2 separate regions of the Danio rerio genome follow, and region 1 is linked to region 2. A link is a contact called in public Hi-C data. All regions are on one chromosome and are shown on one strand. Each heading gives the region's core, a stretch centred on a gene start, on an enhancer-like site or on the middle of the called end of the contact. The rest is flanking DNA. Distances are from core to core; before and after follow the strand shown. Region 1 holds the start of stx5a (syntaxin 5A). Region 2 holds the start of tmco6 (transmembrane and coiled-coil domains 6).

Region 1 (6,292 bases), core at 2,877-5,376, 140 kb before region 2:
CATCTAAAGATATGACACAACCTCAGGTTGACCGTGGCCTTTTCATAAAACAAAACACATTTTGCTTAAGTGTAAGATGACTCTGTCCATTTATTTGGTTGCAATTAATGCACCCAAAACAAACAATAAAAATAGTACAGCAATGCAAGTCTTAATCATCATTCACACTACAAGCGAATCGCAGCGGCAAGGCGACAAACGACCATTGGCGACAAGGTGGGCGTGTCAAGCGTTGTGGCAAAGTTAAGAATCCTTCAACTTTACGCAAATGAAGAGCGATTTTTTTTTTTTAGCAACAGCCAATAGAAGCACCAGTAGAGCTCACGTGATCTTCACTCAGCTAGCTCAGAGACCAGTTGTATTCTCTGTACTGTAGACCTAAACTGACCTGCGTTTGCAGCAGGTCGCCACCCAGAGCGACAGGCAGCTACAAAGTCGCTACTAGTGTGAATAAGGCATAACAAGACATCAATAGCTACATTATCTGAAATGGCATCCAAGTATGACTTCAAAACAACATTAGCACTGTTTGATTGACGTTGTCAGTCATTAGCTGCTAATATGATTTCCCTATTTAGAATTAGCAAGAATACTTTTTGGAGTATATATCATTAAGGAGAATGTCCGAATGTCTGAATATAAAACCAACTTTACTAGGGCTGCACAATATATTGTTTCAGCATCGATATTGCAATGCATGCATCCGCAATAGTCACATCGCAAAGATATGCAATGTTGAGTTGACTTTGCAGTGTCATTTTTAAATATACAAAACTATAATGCGTGCACCATTTATTTCACTTTTATCTTTGCTTTGTTGCATTTATTTACGCTTGTAGTTTGTTTATTACATGTTATGCATGGTTCACTCCCCTACAGAATCAATCAAATTTAATACATTCGGTTCCACTTTATGGACCAATTCTCACTATTAACTACTTGCTTATTAGCATGCGTTATTAAGACATTGGCTGCTTATTAGTACTTATAAAGCACATGTTCTGTATGATTTTATTCTACATCCCTAATTTTACCCATAATAACTATTAATAAGGAGCAATTACTAGTTACAAAAGTCACAATGGTTGGCTTAGCGCAGGAACTGCACCTTAAAATGAAGTGTGACCAAAAACTATTTCCAAGTATAACACAGTATATTGCAATATCAGGGCTTGCAAAACTTTACAATTCCTGGTAGCCCTCGGACAGGCACTCTTTAGTTTTTGGTATCCTGAATATAAATTTAAGTGGCCCAAAGAGAAAATACATTATTCGTTAAATTAAAACAAAAACATACATTTACAAAAAAATAAAATAAAATAAAAAGATATCATTAGCGGTATTCTATCTAGACGCGCACACTCATATCATTTAAACACTTAATTGAACAGTTATTTCTTTATAGTCTGACTGACTAACTAACGTATCTTGATCTTAATATTGAGTAACTGCATAAAGATATGATATTTTAGATTTCGCATAGCTTAGACAGGCCTCATGATGTGAACATGATGACGTGAAACTGCTTGTTTACGAACCAAAGAAAGACATGTCGTGTTAAACTCTACAGTTCTAAAGTAAGAATTGAATGTATATTTGTTATTTTTTTAATCGTCCCAGAATGTTTTAAAAGTCATTCCTTGGTGCTGAGGAAATTAACCATCTGTGCGGGATGTTAAGTTTATGCTGCTATAGACAGGTAAAAGTGATAATAAATATAACACGTATGATTATTAAATTTTAAGCTTAGCTCAGGCTATTTCTGTATCTGAATCTTTGTGTCAGTGTGATCTCTGTGTGAGTGACGAGTGTTTGTGTGCTTCAGTAGCGCGCAAGCTATTTGAGAGGCAATTGTTTATATTGTGGCTTTTCTCAAGTAAACAAGTGGATCTATTGCTGCTGTATTAGCAGCACAGCACATATATAATTATCAAATTTGTAGTAAATGTAATTTGTAATAAAATATAGTAAATGTAAACGCATTGAAATTTATTTTTACTTTCACTACCCTTTCGGGCAGGTGGAGAAGGATTTTGACATCCAGTAGCCCAACTAGAAAAAGCCTAAGGATTTTGCAAGCCCTGAATATATATCGCAGAAAAACTAAACATCGCAATGTCAGATTTTTCTAGGGATTCATCGATATCGATACTTGCATCGGATATCGGTTCAATACCACATATTTTTGCTGGATCGGGTATCGGCCAGCTGGTACCGATCCAAATCCGATCTTACATGTGCGCTATATTCTGTGTAATTTATAAGCCATCAAAAGCCAAGAAGGTAGCCTATTAAAAGGCACTAGAAAGTTGTCATGTAGGCCTACTATATCATAAATGTTTTGAAGCCATTATACAGTTTAATGTAAGGCACAGATGAATATTTAAGTGGGCAAATTCATGTTCAGTTCAGCGCTTCCCGCCAATGTGCCCGTCAATCATTCACAATTTAAATTGTGTGTCTTGCTCATGACAACACGAAAAACTCTCCAAGACTATTTGTTCCTGTTAATGTAAGTAGTCGGTGGAGAAATGCATTTAGTTTTGCATTAATTGGGTTCATTTTGACCTGTAACATGGAGATCATTGCTGTTTTTTAATCATGTTACGCTGTGTCAGTTAGACCAGCAGATCGCATATACAACACTGGAGTAGAGAGGGTTATTACCTGCTCTTCACACAAAGTAGACCTATCTGAAACTTTAAATGAGAAAAGGCATAATAATACATTAATACATGCGGTCCTTGTTTTGAACTTCACCTTAAATATTCTTGTTTATTTTGAAGATAACTGACCAACAAGAATACATTAAATTAACCAACACATTATACCAAAAGAAATTAGTTAAAAAAAAAATATTTGTTGGACAAAAAACAATTTCAGACATGCTTTCAGTTTCTCCATCTTGAGTTTAGGCGAGAGAGAATGTAAAATGTAAGTAAAACTGGCCTCAGATAGTTTAGTTTAGTCTGCTACAGTAGGCCTATAGGTGTGTTATTTCTACTTAAGAAGATATATTATTTGAGTTTATCACCAGAGCTTTACAAACTGTATTATGTAAATGAAAAAAAAGAATAAAAAACACGACATAGTATCAAGATCGAATCTGTATCAGTCGATTCTCAAAATTATGGTATCGAGATCGGATCGGTTCCAAAAAATGGTATCGGTGCATCCATAGATTTTTCCAATATCATACAGCTCTAAACTTTACCCCAATAAGCCTTAAAGGGAAAGTTCACACAAAAATGAAACTTATTATCATTTACTCTTCCTTCACTTCTTTCAAGCCAATGAGTTTTTTTTTAATACAAATGAGAAAACTGGAAACCTGTAACCAATGACTTCCATAGTATTTGTTTTTTCCACTATGGAAGTCAATGGTTACAGGTTTTCAGATTACTTAAAAATATCTTCTTTTGTGCTCAAAATAAACTCATTAAGGTTTAACACCATCTCAGAGTGACTAAATAGTTAATACACTTTCATTTTTTGAGCGAACTATCACTTTAGCATGGTTTTAACAGGTCATTTAAGTAGGCAAACACTTCTATATGGACGTCACTCCCACATCCAAAACTACTTGACAGAGAAGATCTGCTGCCATACTGTTCTCTTTATTATATGGCAACACTACATGTTGCCATTTCTATATGAAATTTTTAAGTAAACTCAATAGATGACGTCGACAATAACCAGAGCATCAGTCAGTAAACTCAACTCACATGTTATCGGATTATAGGCCACCTAGAATATTCTGGCTTCACAGAAAGACCTGGAATAACACCGATCAAAAATTCGTTGTAGTCGATCGATGACATACCTTTATATTATAAAGACTAGATGTGTCTCTAAAGGGTTGTTTATGTCTGCATAGTAACTGATATCGTCTTCAGCCAAGCAGTACGCAGTTCACTGAGCGCTAATTGGCCCACAACTCGACAATATCTGTCTTATATTAAACTGTAATAACGCAAAATGAACATTGACCACAAGGTAATACATTCCTGACATTAGTTATAAGCGTTTACTCACGGTTATTGTGTCATTTCGTCGTTTTTTCCAGTATTCCCGGCTAGTCGATCTTACGGAGGTCGGGGTTTCACTTCCAGTCCTGACCGCTTCCGGTGTGCGCGACGTCACTGCCACGTCCACGAACGCGCACGCTCACTGCCGCCTTTCGATAGTGTGACTTGTGACGCAGAATTATGATTTATGTTAAAAGACTTTATGTTAATACATATTTAAGGTAATAGAAGCTAATCTATTTCAGGGGATAATAGCTGAATATTTCATCACCGCCATACAGTGTCATTTGGTGCTTTAGATGATCTGGTGCTTTTATTATTGTCAGTTTTGAAAAAAAAAGTAGCAGGAATCTTTAAATTTTAACCTTTATGTTTAATTTTTATATATCAGTACAATGTATTTTTACATTTTACTAAAACTTAAGACGTCCAACAGACAAAAAACATCCATTGGTCATCATCTGTTCATCATTGATAATCTTTGTTTTACTTTAATAAATAATAGAAACTAAAATAATAATTATTTCACAGAAATTGATACAACAGCTAAGATGCGAATTTTTATATGGATATTCATATTGATTTGATTACATTTAGTGACGGTAAAATTTCAACGCACTACACCACCAGCAGATGTCGCCAAAGGAATTACAAAATAAGCTGCACGTGTCGAAAAGGAAATCACGGAATGACTCATTTGGGGGTGAGTAAGATTTTAGTGATCAAAAATCATATAAGCTGACTAAAACTGAAATCAGTTGCGCATATAACAAACCAAATGGGTTGAAACTGCTTTGAAAACAACCTTTTCAAATAGCAAAACAGAGTTTTACATTTGTGACCTTGGACCACGAAGCATACAGCATATACGTCAGTTTGTTAGCTTTATAAATAAACAGGCTTTTGCTTTTGATTGATATGTACTTTCTTAGGATTGGACATTATTTAGCAGTGATGCAACTATTCAAAAATCTGCGTTAAAAAAATCTAAATATTGTTCAAAATTTGCCTTTAAGGATGTCTATTGTAAATGAAGCTCTGCACATTACTACACTATCGGTGAATTACCATTTTGTAAACATTCAGGATGCGCGCGCATTGAGGTTGCAGAAAAAAAACTCTAGAAGTGCTAGCATTTACAGCAAGGGAATGACATCCGATGCGGTACAGAGTTTACTGTTGTATTATAGATAAGTTATATTGGTTACATGTTATATATTAATTACATAATGCTTTCTGCGTATTATAACAGCTTGCCACCACAGTTATTTGGCAAAATTAACGTTAAAATGAGCGGCGTTCATCTGACAGGTCCGTTTGCGATAGCACCCCACAATGGATATTGGATAAGATGAAATGGCCAAGCATCCAGCCCCAAATATACAACTATTTCATTAAAACTCCAAGTGATTGTACAAGAGAGAAGTTAAAGGCCTACAAGTCTTTGAAGGCCAACAGATCTGTTATGTGTGGTCATGTGCAAGATATAATGTTCCATGATCACCAGATTAAAAATTTTTTAGTGCTAAAAACTGAGGTTCTCCCTAGCCAAAGACAAGGAAAGAAGACGGAACTGTACAAGGCCTGGGTAATCATCAACAAGCAAAACTACTGCATTCTGACAGCAAACTGCACCTGTACGACAGGGTATGTGAACTTACATTTTTACGTTTCATTCTAAGCATTTAGTGTCTGCAGTTTAATTAATCATATTAACTGTTTTTGCTAAAATCATTGCTGCAATCAAAAACGAGTAATGTGTGTGGTACAGCATAGCGTGAACTTACCTCATATGAAACTGCAGAGTCCAGCATTTTTAATTAGGTCCTCACTCCATTTAGCTCTTATGATGGCTGTTAGCCAAAGACGTCTGCGGTTGGCATTAAAAGCAGTGTGGTGTACGGTGAAATTTAAGTTTTCTATTTTTAGACTTTCAAATTTGGCATCATTCCGCACAACACAACATTTTTACTATTTCAACCGGTCTATTTTTGCAACTGCTATGTGTGGTTGAACCAGTTTGACGTCATGTGTGACGTAGGTTGGTAATTCGAGAGGGGTCTGGATGCAGACCTGGTGCTGTGCAATCTGGGCTGCATCCAATGCTTTTTAATGGGCTCACCTAACCCCGCCCTTAACCCTACACTGTTAGACCTTACCGGGCGTTTTTAACAGTAGAATACTGGCAACACTGTTGCCAGTTACTCACTGTAAAATTTTGGTTACAGTAAGTAACTGGCAACAGTGTTGCCATTTAATTACTG
Region 2 (5,789 bases), core at 144-2,643:
GATAGATGTATAAAGCATAATATATGTGTTTTAATGTTTGAAATCACTTTTGAAAAAGTTAAACAACATATTTATTATGAGTATTACAATTACAATTAGAATATACAAAGTCATCATATACTAAATGTTATTGTATTTTAAATGATCAAAAGCATCTTGCTGACAAATCAGTCTTCATATATCATATAACCTTTTCTTATTCTCATCGAGGCTGAATTAACTGATCAAAAATATATTTATCTCCAAATTCAGTGATACAGAAAAGTAGTAAAATTGTTTTACTTGAAGAACTGGTTTGTATATAAATGTATATATTTTCACATTTTATTATGATGATTATTATGAATGATTATTATTATTTTTTGAAAATAGTTTGCTTAAACTTTTTGTGGCATAACATATTGCAACAGAAAAAAGTTATTTTAAATTAGCTTTTCTTTCAAAATTTTCACAAATACATTTTTTTCTGTAAATTTGATCAAATACATAAAGTCTTGGAAAGCAAGAGAGATCTTTAAAAATAAAAGCGTGCATATACATAAAACTAAAACTATATTTATTTTCAATTTTATATGCAAATTGTTTTCTTAATGCAGCTATTTTTTCAGTTTATCCACTGGTATTTGCTTTTAAAGACCAGTTGAATAAACTGGTTGATTTGTAGTCATACTTAATGAAAGCAAGTTGGTTCTCTGGGTTTCTCAGTGCTTTTCTTAGAGATGCCAGACGAGCTGCTTTCTCCTCACCGCCCATCTGGACTCCACGTATCATCTCTTTCACCTAATGCCACAAATACAACACATGAGCTATATTCTTTATGATAAAAATAAACAATTTGTTTCTCTTTAGATACCTGTTCAGAAGACAGAAAAGTAAAGCATGTTTCCATAGACTCTTCCTCCTCTTTCTCTTCTTCCTCAACATCATTTTGCAGGAGTCTCTTACTGACCAGCTGTCTGTCTTTCCGAGCCTGTCTAAGAGCTGTGAATACATGAATATGTAAATATTATGTTTTATTATTGGCTACGTTTAAACACATCTAAAAGATAAACAGGTGACATCAAGACAAGGTTAAAATATCATATATAAAGCATATTAAGAGATGACAGGGTTATAATATGATATAATTTTGATATAGAATAGTAAAACAAACATCAATACCTTTCTCAAATTCTCTTCTCTTGCGTTTGAACTCCTCTAAATCACTTGCAGATGCACTTGCTTTGTGATGGATAGTTTTCAGCCTCCACATATTTATTATTCTTACTATCCAAACGGAAAACGCGCTCTTTATTGTAACTTATAACTTTAAAAACTTTAAGCCTGTCTTCTTTTTTTATTTTATCTCATTACATTCTATAAAAAACGTCTATCATACTGGTTTGCTGTTGATTTGCAGTTGTTATACATGAAGAGCGAAATATTTTTTCAAAATAAGAGATTGCCATGTAAACGTTAATGTATTATTATTATTATTATTATTATTATTATTATTATTATTATTATTATTATCATTATTTTTATTATCACTATTATAAATAATTATGAATAGATCGTGACTTTGTACCCCGCTACTAACCAGTCTCTCGTACTCCAAACTGTTGGCGTGGCTTTTATTATGTTGTTTCAGATTCGGTTGCTTCTGTCTCTTTTAGCTTCACGCTGTAGTGAAGAACACTCGAGTAGGCGCTCGCAATAAATCTCGATGCCATTAGTAAATAAACACAGAGTACATCCAGAGTTAACTATACATTTTCTAGGTAAGTGACTATTGAAAATCGTATATTTTACAGTAAAAATAAATCGATAGAAATCGAAGGCTTTTATTTTATTTATCCACAGACCCACACAACACGAAGGCCACATGTTCCTACAGCATGCGTTAATGTTATGAACAATGTTATTACATAATAGTGTCAAGACAAGTTACTTGATTTTCGAATATATAATCCTGTCGCATTCGTTGTTATAATGTATATATTTGGTCTTAAATGTTTACTTGATATTAGCGTTTCAACTTAGTGACTGACAAGAAGTGGTTTGTTTGTTGTTGATACACATTTCACTGCCCTGAGGTGATAATTTGCTGTCATATAGTAAAAATGTGTGTATTCCTGGCAGTCTACATTCTATTTTTCACACTAAATCTAAGGTAAATATGGGTTGTCACAGACAATAATTATCATTGTAAACGTAGTAAATTGTGATAAACAGGGTTTCTGCGGGGTCTTAAAAATCTTAAAATATCTTAAATCTCGAAATCAAACTTTTAACTTTAGGCCATAAAAAGTTTACATTTACTAAAATACTGTTTTGTAGGTCTTAAATAGTTTTTAAACAGGTCTTAATTTTCCTTTATTCACGTGTTGCTACTCAATCTGGCCAAAATCCATACACTCACCAACAATTCATCTCAATAAAACCATTTTTTTTAATTAAAAAGGTCATTTTACCTCTATTTATGATAATGGTTTAATTATTTTCCTTACAGTGACATTTGGTTAAAAGTTGGAGAGAAAAAAAGTGTATGAATACATCAAATAGAGCTTGCTTGTTTTTACACAATATTTATAATATTTAGCTAAGAAATCAAAACTATTTAATTTTTTTATTATTAATTTATTATTAAATGTATTGAATTATAATAATTCTTTTAATAGGTCAAATAAAAGTCTTTTCCATCTGTGCCATTTGAAAAATTCCTTAGCCCTTAGCACTTTATGAATCTAAAATCTCATTCATAATGGTCTTAAAAAGTCTTAAATTTAACTCTGTGAAACCTACAGAAACCCTGGATAAACCAGTTTTTGTTGTTACATTTTAAACCAAATCTCAAAAACTGTCCTATGGTGTGACCGTTACAAGCATAGTTCAATGAATTAACTTATAAACTCTTAGAAATGAATAAAAGAATTGTAAAATCATAAATACCTCAATTTTACAAGTGGCCATTTTATTCATTAATTTTCCTTTGGCTTAGTCCCTTTATTCATTATGGGTCGCCACAGCGGAATGAACTGCCAACTTATCCAGCATGTTTTACACAGAGGATACCCTTTCAGCTGCAACCCAGTATTGGGAAACAGCCATACTCTCTCTCTCTCTCTCTCTCTCTCTCTCACACACACACACACACACACACACACACACACACTCATACATTGCGGCCAATTTAGTTTATTCAATTCAATCTATACCGCATGTCTTTGGACTGTGGGGGAAACCGGAGCACCCGGAGGAAACCCATGCCAACATGGGGAGAACATACAAACTCCACACAGAAATGCCAATTGGTCTAGCCGGGACTCGAAGCAGCGACCTACTTCCTCGAGGGTGCTAGTGCTAACCACTGAGCCACCATGTTGCCTGTGGCCATTTTAGTAAATGGAAATATATATTATTTTAATCCATATATGTTTAAAAACAAAGAACTTGATGCATTTTGTCACTGCACATATAGTTTTGTGACACCATATGCTCATTTTAAATCAGGCAATTCCATAGAAACATTTGAATTAGTTGAAAGACCCCATAATGATGGGTTGTTGCTATAAGGGATACAGCTGTGGCTGGAAATTAATAAGAATTGTTTGTAATATTTATTAAATTACCCAATATATTGTATTTAGAGTATTTAAAGTCAATGTACTGTAAAGTATTAATTATTGTTGTACAGTGTCACCTATATGATGGCATATTGATTTGCATATCTGAAGCTGTATCCCGTCTAGACTTAACTTCATTCTACTGAAGCACATGACGAGCATCTGTTAAGTTTGTGTCTCAGGATGTTTTACATATTGAACGTTTTTGGAATGATTGTCACATTTTGGTTAGGCAGTGGCGCAGTAGGTAGTGCTGTCGCCTCACAGCAAGAAGGTCGCTGGTTCGAACCTCGGCTCAGTTGGCGTTTCTGTGTGGAGTTTGCATGTTCTCCCTGCCTTCGCGTGGGTTTCCTCCGGGTGCTCCGGTTTCCCCCACAGTCCAAAGACATGCGGAACAGGTAAATTGGGTAGACTAAATTGTCCGTAGTGTATGAGTGCGTGTGTGGATGTTTCCCAGAGATGGGTTACGGCTGGAAGGGCATCCGCTGCGTAAAAAACTTGCTGGATAAGTTGACGGTTCATTTCGCTGTGGCGACCCCGGATTAATAAAGGGATTAAGCCGACAAGAAAATGAATGAATGAATGAATGAATGAATTGTCACATTTTGTTGTACTTTGTGTGACACACATATTTATCAAAAATGTCCAAAAAGTCATGGAGAAAAAGAAATCATATAAAATAAATAGCACTTAAGATAAGTGTCAAACAATGAAGATAAATCACTCTCATGCAATTTGTAAATTATTAAGAGTTGTTTTTCCTAATTTTTGCTGTCTCACCATTGGAAATTTGAACAGTACAGTTCAGTGAAAAGTAAAAGATTGAAATAATTAAGTTATTTTGTAATATTTGATCTTATGTCATTGGAATACTTTACTCACTGGTCAAGGGGAAAAACTTTTTATCAGTTCTGGACTCCGTTCCTTGAATATGATTTTTGCAAAACCTTAGATCACCATAAACTTTGGTTAATTTATGTACTTTTCTATTTTTATTATTACTCTGTATTTTCATGTCTTCTTTTTGATTTTGATTTTCATTATGTGCTGTGATGTTAAGAAATTTGTTGGTTGTAAGCTGTGGTCATTGTTCTGTTCTTTTTTTGTTTTGTTAAAATAAAGGCAAAAAAAATAAAAAATTAACAAGTCATATTGTTTTTACTGTTAGTTATTAAATTAATTTTAAAACCCCCCCAAAAAATTAAGTTATTTTCTCATATATCCTCAAACGTCAGACTTCAAACTACAAGTTTTGTCTTCAAAATTTGTTTTCCAGAAAGCACTTTCAACTCGTGTTTTTTTTCAGGTGACAGATTTTTCAGAGGTATATATCCACCATGTCAAAGGCAACCAAACGCAAGCACGTAGTCAAAGAAGTACTGGAGGATTATGTCACACCCACTGAAGACCAGCAGATCATGAGGGTACTTGAGTAGTTTTTGGGTGCTGCAGAACTCTTATTATACTATGTATGTAATAATTGTACACCTCTTTCACATCACAGGTCTTGGGAAGTAATGGCAATAACCTCCATGAAGCTGTGACTGGCAGTGGCGAGCGTTTTCTCCTCAGTATGCCTACTAAGTTCCGCAAGAACATCTGGATCAAACGAGGTGAGTTTGTTTTACTTTGCACCAATAGGCTGAATAGCTGAGCTGAATAAAAGATCAGTTTCTTTGGATTTACAGGTTTTAGTTGAGTATTTTTAGTTTATTTATTCAGTTTACTTATCAGTTTATTTATTATATATTAAAAAATTGCCCTGGTTTCCCCCCACAGTCCAAAGACATGCGCTATTAGTGAACTGAATAAGCTAAATTGGCTGTAGTGTATGAGTGTGTGTGTGTGTGTGTGAAAGAGTGTGTATGGATGTTTCCAAGTGTTGGGTGGCCGCTGGATTAATTTTGTTGTGTCTACCCCATAATAATAAAGGGATTAAGCCAAAATGAATGAATGCATAAATGTTATCAAAATATGACATTTCTTTCAAACACAAAATAAAAATGTTTTAATTTAGCACAGTTAAAAAAAAACAATTTAAAAAATGAATACATGTTCATATTCATTTTTCAATAAAAATATCTATGTTTTAAGCAATCAATAGATCAAAATCTGGTAGAGTAACACTGATTTTTCAATTATAACACATTGAAACATTTGTTATTCTGACTAATTTACATTTTC

The links. Hi-C and Micro-C count contacts between places; a contact is called where the count stands out from the background.
Region 1: a Hi-C map of hematopoietic stem cells shows a contact between it and region 2, with 3 times the contacts expected there. The contact joins the promoter of stx5a here to the promoter of tmco6 in region 2. A contact is called at or near these places in 5 of 18 Hi-C or Micro-C datasets (caudal fin, embryo, hematopoietic stem cells and 1 more) and 1 of 4 datasets of contacts at active chromatin or transcription factors (caudal fin).

What each region holds. Positions count from the first base shown.
Region 1 is chr14:9,141,189-9,147,480 of GRCz12tu, reverse strand. It overlaps stx5a (syntaxin 5A), which reads right to left and starts at 4,126. Exons shown (of 11, transcript NM_001002333.1): 1 at 4,036-4,126.
Region 2 is chr14:9,001,386-9,007,174 of GRCz12tu, reverse strand. tmco6 (transmembrane and coiled-coil domains 6) reads right to left here and starts at 1,393. Exons shown (of 13, transcript NM_001089537.1): 1 at 1,162-1,393; 2 at 854-981; 3 at 671-780. The coding sequence starts at 1,252. It overlaps eif1ad (eukaryotic translation initiation factor 1A domain containing), which reads left to right and starts at 1,718. Exons shown (of 5, transcript NM_200468.1): 1 at 1,718-1,760; 2 at 4,912-5,029; 3 at 5,110-5,218. The coding sequence starts at 4,943.